Linked DNA regions of Gossypium hirsutum: region 1 is linked to region 2. Evidence: chromatin contacts called from public Hi-C data. All regions are on one chromosome and are shown on one strand. The core of a region is the stretch at or near the end of the contact, and the rest is flanking DNA. Distances in the headings are between cores, read along the strand shown. Region 1 has its middle 13 kb from the start of LOC121213302. Region 2 holds the start of LOC107895202 (histone H2A.6).

Region 1 (7,035 bases), core at 3,101-5,600, 87 kb before region 2:
ACATTTATCAAAATAATGTAGTTTTGCCTTTTTCTTATTTGGATTTTCAGAAAACTCAAATTGTGTAATTCATATTCTAGTTAAACTGAAAATTTTGATTTTTTTTTCGAGTTTTTTGAATTGAATCGGATTTTGCTCACCCCTACTTGTTGATACCAAAAAAAATTAAGAAACATACTTTTTTATTATAATCTCCTCCCAATTTATAAATGAATAAAAAAATTATATTTATTTAATGTATTATTATATTTTATATTTTTATTCATTTACAAAAAAATATATATTTAACTATTTGTTGAATGTAAAAAAATACAAAAAAAATAGTTTTTTCGAATTATATAAGAAATATCTAATGAATTCAATACTTACAAGCATAACTAATATAATTATATACAGCTAAATTCAACGTGAACTTATTTTTTTTTTAAAAATTGATGAAAAAGTTTTTAAAATTTTAATTTTATAAAAATTATTTTATTAGATTATTAGTTGTGAGGACTAATTTTTTGGTTAAATTCTGCTATTAGCCCCTATACTTTTATAAAGCTAAGGATTTAGTCCTTGTACTTTTATTTGGTCATTTTTAGTCCCTGTACTTTCTTAATTTTAAAATTTTAGTCATTACCAAACAATAATTATTAAATTCATTAAGTTATATTGTTTCCAAAATTTAAAGCACCAAACATATTATTATATATGTAATGTCATTTCAACTTATTATTTTCACATATTACTTACTAAAAAATCAATTAATGGATTAACGACTTTCATATGCTTGAAGACTAAAATTTCAAATTTTGAAAAGTATAGGTATTTAGAATGATCCAGTTGAAAATATGAATCAAATCGACAATTGTACACATAGTATAAGACTAATAATTGAATTTAACCAAATGAATTTAACTGCAACTATTTGGGTCAAGACTAAAATTTCAAATTTGAAAAAGTACAATGACTAAAATTGACCAATTCGAAAAATATAAGGACTAAAATTGATCAAATAAAAGTACAGGGACGAGATCTATAAATTTCGTAAAATACAAGGACTAGTAGTGGAAATTAACTTTTTTTATATAAAGGACCAAAGTTTCTTTAATAGTAAAGAATCATGTTATTGCGTCACTTTCATCGTAGACTCGCGGTGATCATTTAGGGTCCGTTTGTTTACATGTAAAAGGTTTTACGGAAAATATTTTTTACATTTTTTTGTGTCTGTTTTACAGAAAATAATTTAGTCAACGGAAAATGACTTACAGGTTAAAGTAAAATAAGTCATTTTTCCTGTAAAATGACTTACTATTTTGAAAAGTATAAATCATTTCCCGGAAAAGAGCTCATCTATAGATAATTTTATTTTTTATAAAAATTAACTTAAATCAAGCTTAATCTTTTTATATTGATAATAAATTTTATTTTTATTTTTAAAAATATTTAAAATATTATATTTTCAATATTATTAAACATGCATTTTTAATTATTTATATTTAGTCATATAATAAACTATTAATATAATAAATATAATTTATTAAAATAATAAATTATTTAATATTTTAATTTTATTTTAATAATAAATTTTAAAAATTATAATTTTAAATAATATTATTCACATATTATTGCAAATATTCAATATTAATATTTTAATAATAAATATTTATTACAATTATAAATATATTAATAATAAATGTTTTGTAGTATAAAGGTTAAAATATGTCATAAGTTTATGTACACTTCACAGATTTCTAATTTAGTCTTTGTACTTTTATTTTTAAGAATTTAGTCATTTACTTTTCAAATTTGAAAATCAAGTCCAATTGTTGACATTGCTAATTTTTTTGTCAATTTTGTTGATGTCACATTTTTAAATAAAAAAATACTCACTTAGTAGTCATGTAATAAAAAAATGACGTTATAATGGATTTGAATTTAACATAATATTTTTAATATATACAAAAACAATGTAAAACATAAAATTATAGATAAAATAAATTCAATTAAACAATGAAAAAATAAGAAAAGCTCAAATATATGTTTGTTTAACTGAAAACAACTTTTATGAAATATTTTTAAGAAATCTACCAAACAACAGAAAATATTTTACACAGATTCATCCAAACACCAGAAAATATTAGCTTTTCCACAAAAGTAAATCATTTTCCAGAAGTCATTTTCAATGAAACAAATAGAGCCTTATATGAATTTTCGTCTTTAATTTTGTCAAAATAAAATTATAGTATACATATATATATATAAAAGAAGCCTTCCATGCAATAATAAGAAGTCTTTTATGTGTATTTATTTAAGTAAACCTTGTAAGTTATCTTTTCCTATGCCATTTAACGGTTACGGGTTTTAAAAAAAAATGAATAGTTGGATAGTTATTTTGTAACGTTTTATAATTGGGTGACTAAAAAATAAATTTATTAATAGTTGAGTAACTATCAGTGTAGTTTCTCCTACTTTTATTAATCTTATTTATTTGATAATTGTAATTTTTATAGGAAAAACTACATTAGTAGTCACCCAACTAAGAAAAGTTATAAAATGGTTACTCAATTATTAGTATTTTTTTGTCACCTAACTATAAAAAGTTACAATATGTTCATTCAACTATTCGATTTTTTTTTTGTCACCCAACTATCTTAGATTTTTAGATATTTCTATTTTTGCATTAGCAAGCTAGTGACCAAAATAAAATAAAATTGAATAGTCGGGTAATATTTTATAACTTTTCATAATTAGGTAACAAAAATAATAATAATTAAAGGACCATTAAAAAAATCATAATTGAGTGACCTCTATTGTAATTTATTATTTTTATAAATGTTATCCAAAAATAACAATCAATCCGAAGAAATCAATATGGTACCAATTAGAAAAACAATCGTACTAACTGCCTTGATTTTATCAGATTATAATAATTTTGATATATATTCACATCCTATTTATATTATTTTTTATATTTTAATTATATAATTTGGTATTATATCAGTATATGAATACCATATAATACTATAATTCTATTGTGATAAAATGCATAAGGTGGCCAGAAATAATATTTAATAAATTGTGGGTGTGCAATTAGTACTAGTCTGGGGTCAATGTTCCAAGAAGCCTTGGAAATTTAGAAATCTTAGGGTCAAGTCTAAAGAATGAGGCGAAAGGCAAAGGCAATTTTGATTGTCCAAAATAAGGTGCGGACGGCATGTGCTTTAAACAGCCGACAAACTATTTCAGATTTTTCTTCAACAAATTTATTTGTTTATATTGTATTTAAATAATATTTTATTTGATATTCATTTTTTTTTAAAAGTAACTATTTCGAAATGACATTAATTCTAGACTTATCTAAAAGTGGGTGGTTTAGACTTTGGAAGAGTGTTTTCTTTCAAAATTTAGCCTAATCACAAATCAATAGTAAATCTAATCTATTTTATTTGAATTTAATTATGAAAATATGTACATATCTTTAATATTTTGTTATCAAATCAGCTATTGGCCTTATGAGAATTTTCCTCCACATACCACACCTTCAACTGAATTATGCTAAGGATATTTTTTTTCCCATGGAATGTTAACTGCTTATAAATGTCACATAAAATTTAAACTAAATATGAAATTTTTGGTTTTTTAAATATTGAATTTTTTTAAGAAAAATTCAGCGAAATTTCTGTGTACAGATTGCTCTCAACCCTTCCCTGTCCCTTATTTTAAAAAAAAACTGATTTTTTTAAATTATTTTCTCTTTTTTTTAAAAAAATTAAAGACCGATGAAATGCCATTATCAATAAATAATTGCATATATGCATGAGTTAATCTATCACCAAGCAAGTGACACAAAACAACGGTGGAAAATTGCAAAAAATGAATAAAACCACTTAAAAAAACCCCAAAAAAATCAAAAGAAAACTCACCGCCTTCTTAAGAAACCCTAGAAAAACAGAACCAGAAAAATAAAAGAAACAAGAAAACCAAAAGCTTCTTTCGACAAGAAACGCAGCAGCCCCATCTCTCCGGCATCCTTCATCGACGTCTCTACAACCATCGTCTTGCTCCCACAGATCAACAACCCTCAAAACATCACGATCGATCCTATAGTTTCGAACCATCAGAAGCCTCAATACCCATTTTCTCTGACCCATTCAACCCCTTCATCTCATATATCTTCTATTTTTTTCGGCCTTTGCTTCTACCCTTAGCGACACCTCATCAATCCAAACCCTCGGCAATAACCCTTGTTTTCCTTCCTGTTATGGGTCAAAATATTTTTGTTAAAATAACGGTTAGTTGCAACGGTTAGTTCATTAAGTAAAACGGTGAGTTTCAATCTTAAAATTGAATCAGTAAAACGGGGCGCATAGTTTAGTGATTCGGTGCGTTTTGCACAACTGTAAGTGCCACGTCTTTTCTTTGCTGTTATTCTCTCCTTTTAAGCATGAATTGTATAGGAGAAACGGTTATGGAAAAACATTAAGAAATTTTCTGAACTTTTCTTCCTCTGTTCTCTCTTCCATTCTTCTTCTTCTTCGACATTTTCTGTGGAATTTTTGAGATCTTAACAAAGGTATCAGAGCCTCTACGATCCCTACAATGGCCGGTGATGGAGTTTTGACGAGGTTGCAGAAAGAGGGGGGCAGTATGCAGTAAGAAATTGCCAAAATTCAAGAGAGAATGGCTCGTTTAGAAGCAACGATGGACTCCAAGTTTCAAACTTTTAAAGAGGAGTTCTGAGGGGATTTGTAAGCACTCTTGAGTCAGTATTTTGACAATGGGAAAGGGGTCCTCGAAGCACCACCTGGTTTTTATCAAAAGGAGGTCGAAGCACCCACTGTTCCTGTTGGACTGAACTTGGCAGATGTAAGGAGCGTGCATTTGAGGAATCAATCACCTGTGGTTGGGGTGTTTGAGAAGGTCAGTAGGCTTGAATGTCCCAAGTTTGATGGTAATGATTTTTGAGGATGGTGGTCCAATCTTGAGCAGTATTTTGAGGCTAAGAGAATACTAGAGTCTAGCAAGGTCTATGTGGTGATGTTGAATCTAGAAGGGAGAGCGTTAGAATGGCATCATTTTTACTCCCAGCGAAATGGGGGTCTCCAGATGCTGTCGTGGCCAGCATACATGAAGAATATGCAGGATCATTTTGGTTTTGGTTAATTTGGCAACCCTATGAAGGAGCCAGTTAACTTGAAACAACAAGGTACGGTGGAACAATATCAAGATATGTTCGTAGGACTATTGAATCAATTGTATCTACCCGAACCTTATGCCACTAGCATTTTTCTTAGCAATTTAAAAATTGAGATTGGTCACTACTTGGATCTATTTGAACCTGCTACGCTGATGGAAGCTTTTCAGTTAGCTAGGAAAATCGAGGTGCTCCTATCCTGTCCAGCAAAGAAGTCTCCTACACCTTCGAGTAACTCACCTAGATCGATGTTGAATTCTTTCATCATATCAGGCTACTCCTCATCATCTACAAGATCTATTTCTGCTTCACAGTCTATGAGCAATGCTTCAATCAACAAGTCAGGCACTCGATCTATTTCTCCAGCTGTGATGGCAAAACGTAAGCAGAAAGGTTTTTGCTTCTGGTGTCGAGCCAAATACCATACGTGGCACAAATGTGTTAAATCGCTGTTATACCAGTTTTTGTGGGAGCCTTTATCTGACAGTGAAACAAAATAATTTCAAGAGTGTTCAGAGAAGCTCGAGGAAGGAAATTCGGAAGAAGAACCGTCGAAATCCCCTGTGATTTCGTTACATGCTCTCAATGGGTTACAAAGCCATAACACCATGAGGGCAGCTACTCGGGTAGGATTGATTCTAGCCATTATTTTGGTTGACTCTAGTAGTATGCATAATTTTATAGATGCAAAGCTGGTAAGTAGACTGTCTTTGCCAGTAATACCTCAAGAGAAGTTGAAAGTGCCTATAGCAAATGGGAGTTGTCTCTTTACTAGTGGAATGTGTAAAGAAGTGTCATGGGAGGTCCAAAACCATCATTTTGAAATAGACTTTATTGTTTTTCCACTAAAAGGATGTGACATGGTTTTGGGAGTTCAATGGCTATTGATGTTAGGGGACATTGTTTAGAATTTTAGCTCATTAACCATGTAATTTATGGTTAAGGGTCAGACCTGTATTATTCAAGGCACTGTTCCTGGTTCTTTGGCCGTGGAGGAGTATGGTTCAAATGAAAAATATTTTGTGATTATGGGACAGGCATTGGGACCTTACACAGTGATAATGAACACGCCCAATCAAGTAGCACTATCAACCATCACAGTTAAGGAATCTGAAGAACATCTTCAGGCACTGTTGGAAGAATTTGTAGATGTCTTTCAGGTGCCTAAGGGGTTACCACCTCCTCGATTGCATGATCACAGAATTTCTTTAAAAGATGAAAGTGTGGTGATAAAGGTTTGACCCTATTGATACCCAACCATTCAAAAGACTGAAATAGAGAAATTAATTCATGAGATGTTTCAAGCGGGGATAATTAGAAACAGCAACAGCTCATTTGCTTCTCCTATAGTAATGGTTAAGAAGAAGGATGGTTGTTGGTCGTTGTGTGTGGATTATAGACAACTAAATCAGCATACAATTAAGGACAAATTTTCTATCCCTATAATTGAGGAGTTATTAGATGAGCTAGGGGAAGCTCGAGTGTTTTCCAAGCTGGACCTGAAGTCAGGATACCATCAAATTCGAATGAGGGAATCCAACATACATAAAACAGCCTTCAGAATACATGAAAGGCACTATGAATTTCTCGTAATGCCTTTTGGCCTCACTAATGCCCCTTCTAGTTTTCAGGCTCCTATGAACTCGATCTTCAAGCCATTATTGAGAAAATGTGTGCTTCTATTTTTTTTATGATATGCTGGTGTACTCGAGTTCTTGGATCGAACATCTGCAGTATTTAAGATAGGTTCTATGTCTTTTGAGGGACCAACAATTGTTTGCCAAGAAGAATAAATGTTTGACACTACTCAAATCGAGTACCTAGGCCATGTTTTATATGCTGGAACGGTTTCT
Region 2 (6,752 bases), core at 758-3,257:
GTATTACTTGGCCCATGGTTCCTTCTATTTAAGCGATATGTTAATTCAAACATATAATAAATAAACAACATTTATTATATTAACTGCATATTATTATCAAATGATTTTTACCTTTTCACCAATGGGAACGTATAAGGGTCGTTCATTCGAGGGTGTAAAAATGGCAGTTGTAACCACGCTCATGACTGCAGTAGGAGGAGACAACCATCGATTAACATCTTATTCGATTTCGTCGCCTGACACAACTCTCGCTATAACGTGGCCAACATGGCTAATCCCCAACTCAGTCATCTACATTTTTTGAAGTCTACTAGGCGTAGTAGCCACCTTATGTGTACCAAATTTTGAGATTTATTAGGCATTAGAATGCCCCCGATTAACCTTAGGATGGATGATCAGGCATATTGTTCTTTGACAACATCGGGTGCGTTCGAAGGAAGTTCTTTGAAATTAGTTTCCAACCACTTCATATCTATGCAGTCACCTTGAAACTTGTTCGACACCTTCCCCAAAAATGCATTGCAAAGGTCCTTTTTATCGGAAACGATCGTTGGCCCTATAACAATTGGTTCATCCACCAGTAAATCAAGTTGTAAACCTACGTCCTCAAGTGTAATTGTACACTTGCCGTATGAAAGATGGAATGTGTGTGTCTCGGGTTTTCATTATTCCACCAACGCACTGATGAGTGTAGGATCCAATTTGTAGCCCTCGAGCATATTAGACATGTAAGAATCCCACGTCTTGCAGATAACCACAAATTTTAGTGTCTAACCTCTTTGACAAATTATGTATAAACTTCTCCAAAACACGATCATCCGCATATTTATATCAATAAAATAAAATATTTTAAAAATTAAAAAACTTCAAATTTAACTTAATTGAAAATAACGAAATTTAAAATTTCTTTTTACCATTATCGTTTGAGCAGCGGAAATGTGCTTGTTATCGAAATGAATCAAAGAGCTTGTCATTTGTGAAAATTTAATCAAAATGAATATATGAAATAATTAAATAAAACTATAGTAGTTTTAAACAAAGTGTATAGGAAAATTTCGAACAAAAATTGAGAGAATTGAGAGAATTTGATTTGAGTGAAAAGAATGAAAAATGGCCTGATATTTTTAAAAAAAAATCATTGGCCCTGTTAAAATTTTTTATCATTGCCAACATTTACGAAGCTATTGGGAAAATGACTGTTGGAGGAAAGCGCCTCCAGCTGGATGTATTTTCACACATTCTCTCAAAAACCGACATCTTTCTCTAATTAAAAAAAAAAGGCATATTTTTCTAATTTAACCTAAGATTCTAGCTTAGCAATAATTGTAATTGCATCATCTAATAATTATATTCAAACAAATTTAAATTTATTAGAGATTTTCTTTATAATTAAGAGAGGGATAAGGTTACATGAAATCAAACTCAAAATTTTATACTTACAACATAATACTTTATTGTTAGAGCAAGAGGTTGTTGGCAGTTTATTAGAGATTTGCACAAAGCTCTTCCTAAGAATTTAATACTTTCAAATGTTGTATTATTTGCATATTTGAAATTTGATACTCTACTTTTAATACCATAAATTTTATTGAAGTATAATTAATAACATTATAAAAGGAATTATGTGATATTTTTAACATCACATTACTTTAAAAGAAGTCAGGTGGCGAATTTAAAGCTGCCTGAAATAAAAACTACTTCTTGAATTTCACAAATTCAACATTTTATTGGAATTTCACAAACTAAATTTTATCATATTTTTGTGAAATTTTTAAAAACTTTAAAAACAAAATTTAGTTTGTGAAATTCCAATAATATGATATGTAAGGTTATTCTAAAAAATTTTAAAAATTTAAACTCAACATTTTATTTGCTTATTTAAAATAAAAACTAAGTTTTAATGGAATTTCTTTTACATTATTATTAATGAGACTTCGGATCCTAAAAAAAAAATAAAAAAAAAGTGATTAAATTTCAAATATGTGAAGAATAGAAGGATTGAGAGCAAAATTAGACCTAAAACTTTCCCTCAGATTTTAACTAACTAAAATCCCCATAATCAAAAAAAGCCGAAGCGGTGTTCAGTTCAAATCTGAACCGTTTATTTCTTCATCATCCATCGGTTTTTGTCATCGATCCGCGTCCTCTCTTCCCACTGGCTAATTCCCTTACGCTTCCAATATATATGTATATATACCTAAACAACCAACAATTGTATCACTTAGATCTTTCTCCATTCCACGCCTTTGTATTTTGCATTTTCGTTTTTTTGGAATTCATCATCTTCGTTGCGAGTATACAATGGCAGGTCGGGGTAAAACTCTTGGATCCGGGGCCTCGAAGAAGGCGACATCGAGGAGTAGCAAGGCCGGGCTTCAGTTTCCGGTGGGTCGTATCGCTCGGTTCCTTAAGGCTGGAAAATATGCTGAACGTGTCGGAGCTGGAGCTCCTGTTTACCTCGCTGCCGTTCTTGAATATCTTGCGGCTGAGGTACCGTGACTTTTCTAATATGGGTTTATTTGGTTTTAAATTCTTAGGGATTAATCGATAAGTTTTTTTTTATTTTTTTTATTTTTTAAAGTTGTTTATTTTTGTTTGTGACCTAATCCAGGGTTTCCAATTTTCTCCCATAGAGAAATTTTTTTCTTTTATTCAAAATACTTTAAAACGAGAAAGTTTCAGCAATTTTATTTTGAAAATTTGGCTTTTTAAAAAAAAAAATTATGGATCTGTTTCTAAACTAGGGTTTCCATATATTTTTTATGAATTCAGATCTATGCTTTATATTTTTAAATGTAATATCTTTTCAGTTCATTGGGCTGCTAAATTAGGGTTTATCCACTGAAAAACAATTTGCTACTAATTCTGAAAGCTTAGATTTTCACGAGATTTCGATACTTTAATCCTCAAATTTAGAAGAAATTAGGGTTTGTATGTACATAAAAACCATATTAAATTTATTGAATATTCAGTGTTTTCTCCTTTCCTAATGTCAATGCAAATTGTATCCTTATTTCAGGTTCTCGAGCTTGCTGGAAATGCCGCCAGAGACAACAAGAAAACCCGAATTGTGCCACGTCATATCCAGCTTGCTGTGAGGAACGACGAAGAACTTAGCAAACTACTTGGAGATGTAACGATTGCCAATGGAGGTGTGATGCCCAACATCCACAACGTCCTCCTCCCCAAGAAAGCCGGAGGCTCCTCAAAGGTTTCCGGCGGGGATGATGATTAGATCCAGATCAATTAGTTTAGATTCTGAAAGCTGGCGAGAAATGCATCCCGGTTCCTTATGTGTTAATGCGGTTCTGAGATGGAACAGGTCTTGAATTTTAGTTTTGATTGTTGTCATTAGTTTCTTGAGATTAGGGTTTGAAGAAGATGAAGAAAAACATGTGTTTCAAATGTCTTTTGTGGGATTGTAGTTTGTTCACGGTGTTTAGTTTAGTAGGTAGTTTAGGCTTCTTAGTTTAATGTGAATATAATCTAATCATCAATATCTGTTACTTGGTCAATAGAAGAGCTGTGACTTTTTTTTCATTAATGAAATGAATGCAATATTTCAATTTCAATTTGTGTATTTTCTTGTTTTTGATCTTAATCTTGATGATTGGTTTTGTTGTTTGTTCTGGTTAACATGTGCGTTAATTGAAGCTTGTTACTTTTGCATAGTGAATGCGTATTTAATGTAATAGTTGACTGTTTTATTTGTAATTATATGCATTATAATATTTTAAAAGTGTGTTTTTACTTTATTTGTTAACAAAATAAAAAATCTTATTATGACAAGTGTGAAGGTGATTAATGCTTGTGCTGGTTAAAGTTTTGGTGTTGTATTTTTGTGAAAATTTGTTGCCATTTGGAAGGGGGTAGTATTTAGATGTGTGTTATATGACTACTAAAACAGATGTAGAATCCTATGTAGTATGTGATGTGTGTTGTGAATTTGTAGGATTTCATGATTTGGGTTGTAAAAAGACCTTAGAAGTGAGATTGATGTGATGGTGTTGGGATTCAGAATCTTGTTCTGGTTTTTTATGTTGCAGGTTGAAATTGTAGGCCAAAACCCTAAAAGTGAACCACCCCCCCCCCCCCGCCCATAGCCATTTTCATGCAACTAACCAACATGTAAGTGCAAAGGCCAGAAGGGCATAATGAAACCAACATTTATGGCAAAATCAAAGATCCCTTTTAGCTGAAGGACCTATACATGCATGTTAAGCTTAGCTCAGCTTGTGTTTCTATAACCTATTCTATAACATCCTTGGGAATGATGTTGGTTCATATTCGTGTTAATTGGTACTATTTTTCTATTTTGTATGTCTATGTTGTATTTAAATTACTACGACATCGTTTTTAATATTAAACGAAAAAGGTGTATTAAAATGTTGTTTTGGCTAATCCCAACTGATGAGCCCCAGTAATCATTTTAAGACTTTGATACTTCTCATGGTTCAATGGAAAATCAGCTTGTCATAATTCATTTTTAAAATTTTTATTGATGAAAATAATGATCAATTGAATTTATATGTCCTTGTTAAAAAATAAAGCATCCAAAATGGATAATAAATATAGCATCCTTGTTAACAATCTGTAATATTTCATATCTGGTCCTTGTGTTTGTTTCAATTTTTAGATACAAAAACATTAGTTAAAAAAAGGAATAATCTTTTCAAAACTAGTAAAAATTATCACTAATTTATGAAAGGTTTTTTCTCCAATTAACCTGTCATAACAGATCCTTAATTACTCCGCTAATTACCCACCCCCTGAAAGCCTCATTTTATATCCCTAAAATGCATTCTTTAAAATTAAAATGCTTTTTTTGCCCCCTCTTCTTTTCTACTCTTTTTTTTCATTTCAAACCCAACAAAAAGAGGAAGCCTTAACCTTGGAAACATTTTATTTTATCTGTTCATTGTAAGAACCCGTGATCAAAATGAAGGCAATGTTTTCCTTATCAACTTTTCTACATGCATGATAACAGCTAATGTATATATATGTTTTCAGTGAGCTGCTGCCATTGATGGGATCTGGTCATAACAATAGGATCCTATCTTTCCCCATTTCTGGTCAAATTTCAACATCTTTGAATTACCAATACAAATGGTCGGTAAAATTAAGAAGAAAAGATTTGAAATTTATTGGTTTTTATTTTTATTTATTTTTCTTTTCAAGCTCATTTCTGGGTTTTTTTGTTTCAAAATAATGATCCTCACCCCATTTTTTATCTCTCTGAGGGAAGATAAATTCCGTGTTTTGTTTGGTTTCTGGATTTCTGATTCCAAGTTTCAATATTTCATCAAGTTTTGGAGGAAAAAAATTCTAAGGGTTTCTTTTGAGGGAAAATTGAATTGAATTGGTGCTATATGATAAGGATAATTTTGAAAGGTTTTGGGTTGTGTTGGTGGTGAGGGGTTCTCTTTATTGATGAAATGAAATGACCCCTTTTTCTGTTTGTGATGATGCTGATGGTACAAGGACAAATGGGTCTCATAAGAACCAATAGTTTGTGGTTTTTGGTAGTTCTGCTTTTTGCATCATTTGCTGTCAGCTTAGATTACACTAAGGAAGAAGAAGAAGAAGCATTCCTTAATCAATTAGTGGATCCATCAACTGGGGAGATTTATGATGATCTGGTAAACCAGTTTGCTCTTCTCTTCATTCCATTATTCTCCTATAAACTCATTTTACACAAACAGTTGGTTTTGTTATTTGTTTTGTTTATTTTAATGTCCATTGAATGCAATTGGTTTTGCTTGAACAACGTTTGTTTATGGATTGAAATCAATTATGGATTTGTTTATTAGAAAATTCTTCAGGTTCTTTGAAACGGTGCTTAAGCCTTTTATTGTTGGTGTTGTAATGGTTGACAGCTTGTTCAATGAGACCACAATCTAGCAGTTAACCAATGCTTATTTAGAAGTATGAAGTAGTTTTTGTAATTTCCACATTGATTATTGATGAGGTATGTACGTAAGTTGGTTGGAACAATATTAGAGGTGGAAACAAGTATGCATCAATGCATTGAAATATCTGCTGCAATTTGCAAGGGTTTTTTGACAATACCAGCAGCTTGCATATATGGGTGGATGGTGCATGCTCAACTTTTGAGAACTAGAAGAGGCATTACATGTTTGACTTTTTGAAAACTGCTGAAATTGTCTTGAATCATGTTTTGTAATGTTTTTCAGGCTTATTATTACTGTTTTCTGATAACGGTGGCATCGAGAATTAACAACATAAATCATGAAAACAAATGTTAAGTAATGACAATTGTTATTAATAAGTTCAACGCTTGTAATATGAACTGTGAATAGGTTAGGACATTGAGATGCTTTTTTGAAGTAAAAACTAAGTCCTCTTTCCTTCTGTTACCAGTGTTTGAAATTCTTAAGTTGTTTACATACAGGCTGAGCTGTTATGGATAAGTTGCAGACAAGATTTGAATAATTTAAAGGAAGCTTTTGAAGATCCCAAGTTACGTCTTTCGGAGGAAACACGAAGTACAATCAATGATATCGGTGCAAAAAGTCACTTATTAGCAAAAGAAAAGTTTCAGAAATTTATTAAGGTTATCCGTCCAGAGTTAAAGCAAGTTCTTTCTGATTGCGTAAGAAAGAATAAACTTCTATTCCAAGAATCTGGAGAGGATAGCTGCTTTAAGACTTGTTACCCCCAGTATTCTGGGTCATTGTTTCGCTGGTGTGAGGTTTCTAGGAAGAGTTTAGCTGCTCAGAGCATAGCTGTAG

The links. A called contact is a pair of places that touch in the nucleus more often than the background predicts.
Region 1: a contact with region 2 is called in a Hi-C map of leaf, with 2.4 times the contacts expected there. The contact joins the enhancer-like site here to the promoter of LOC107895202 in region 2. A contact is called at or near these places in 3 of 34 Hi-C or Micro-C datasets (all in leaf).

Annotation. Positions count from the first base shown.
Region 1 is chrA13:95,717,371-95,724,405 of Gossypium_hirsutum_v2.1, reverse strand. No RefSeq gene overlaps it. Among protein-coding and RNA genes, the nearest start is that of LOC121213302, 13 kb to the right of the region's middle. Within about 2 kb of position 4,350, at least 8 of the 9 cell types and tissues checked have an H3K27ac peak or open chromatin away from gene starts, as enhancers often do. A contact at or near this core is called in leaf, where this site is marked.
Region 2 is chrA13:95,628,170-95,634,921 of Gossypium_hirsutum_v2.1, reverse strand. It overlaps LOC107895202 (histone H2A.6), which reads left to right and starts at 2,007. Exons shown (of 2, transcript XM_016820464.2): 1 at 2,007-2,490; 2 at 3,020-3,572. The coding sequence starts at 2,302. The coding sequence ends at 3,235. LOC107895201 (formin-like protein 5) reads left to right here and starts at 4,693. Exons shown (of 7, transcript XM_041085333.1): 1 at 4,693-5,639; 2 at 6,413-6,752. The coding sequence starts at 5,463.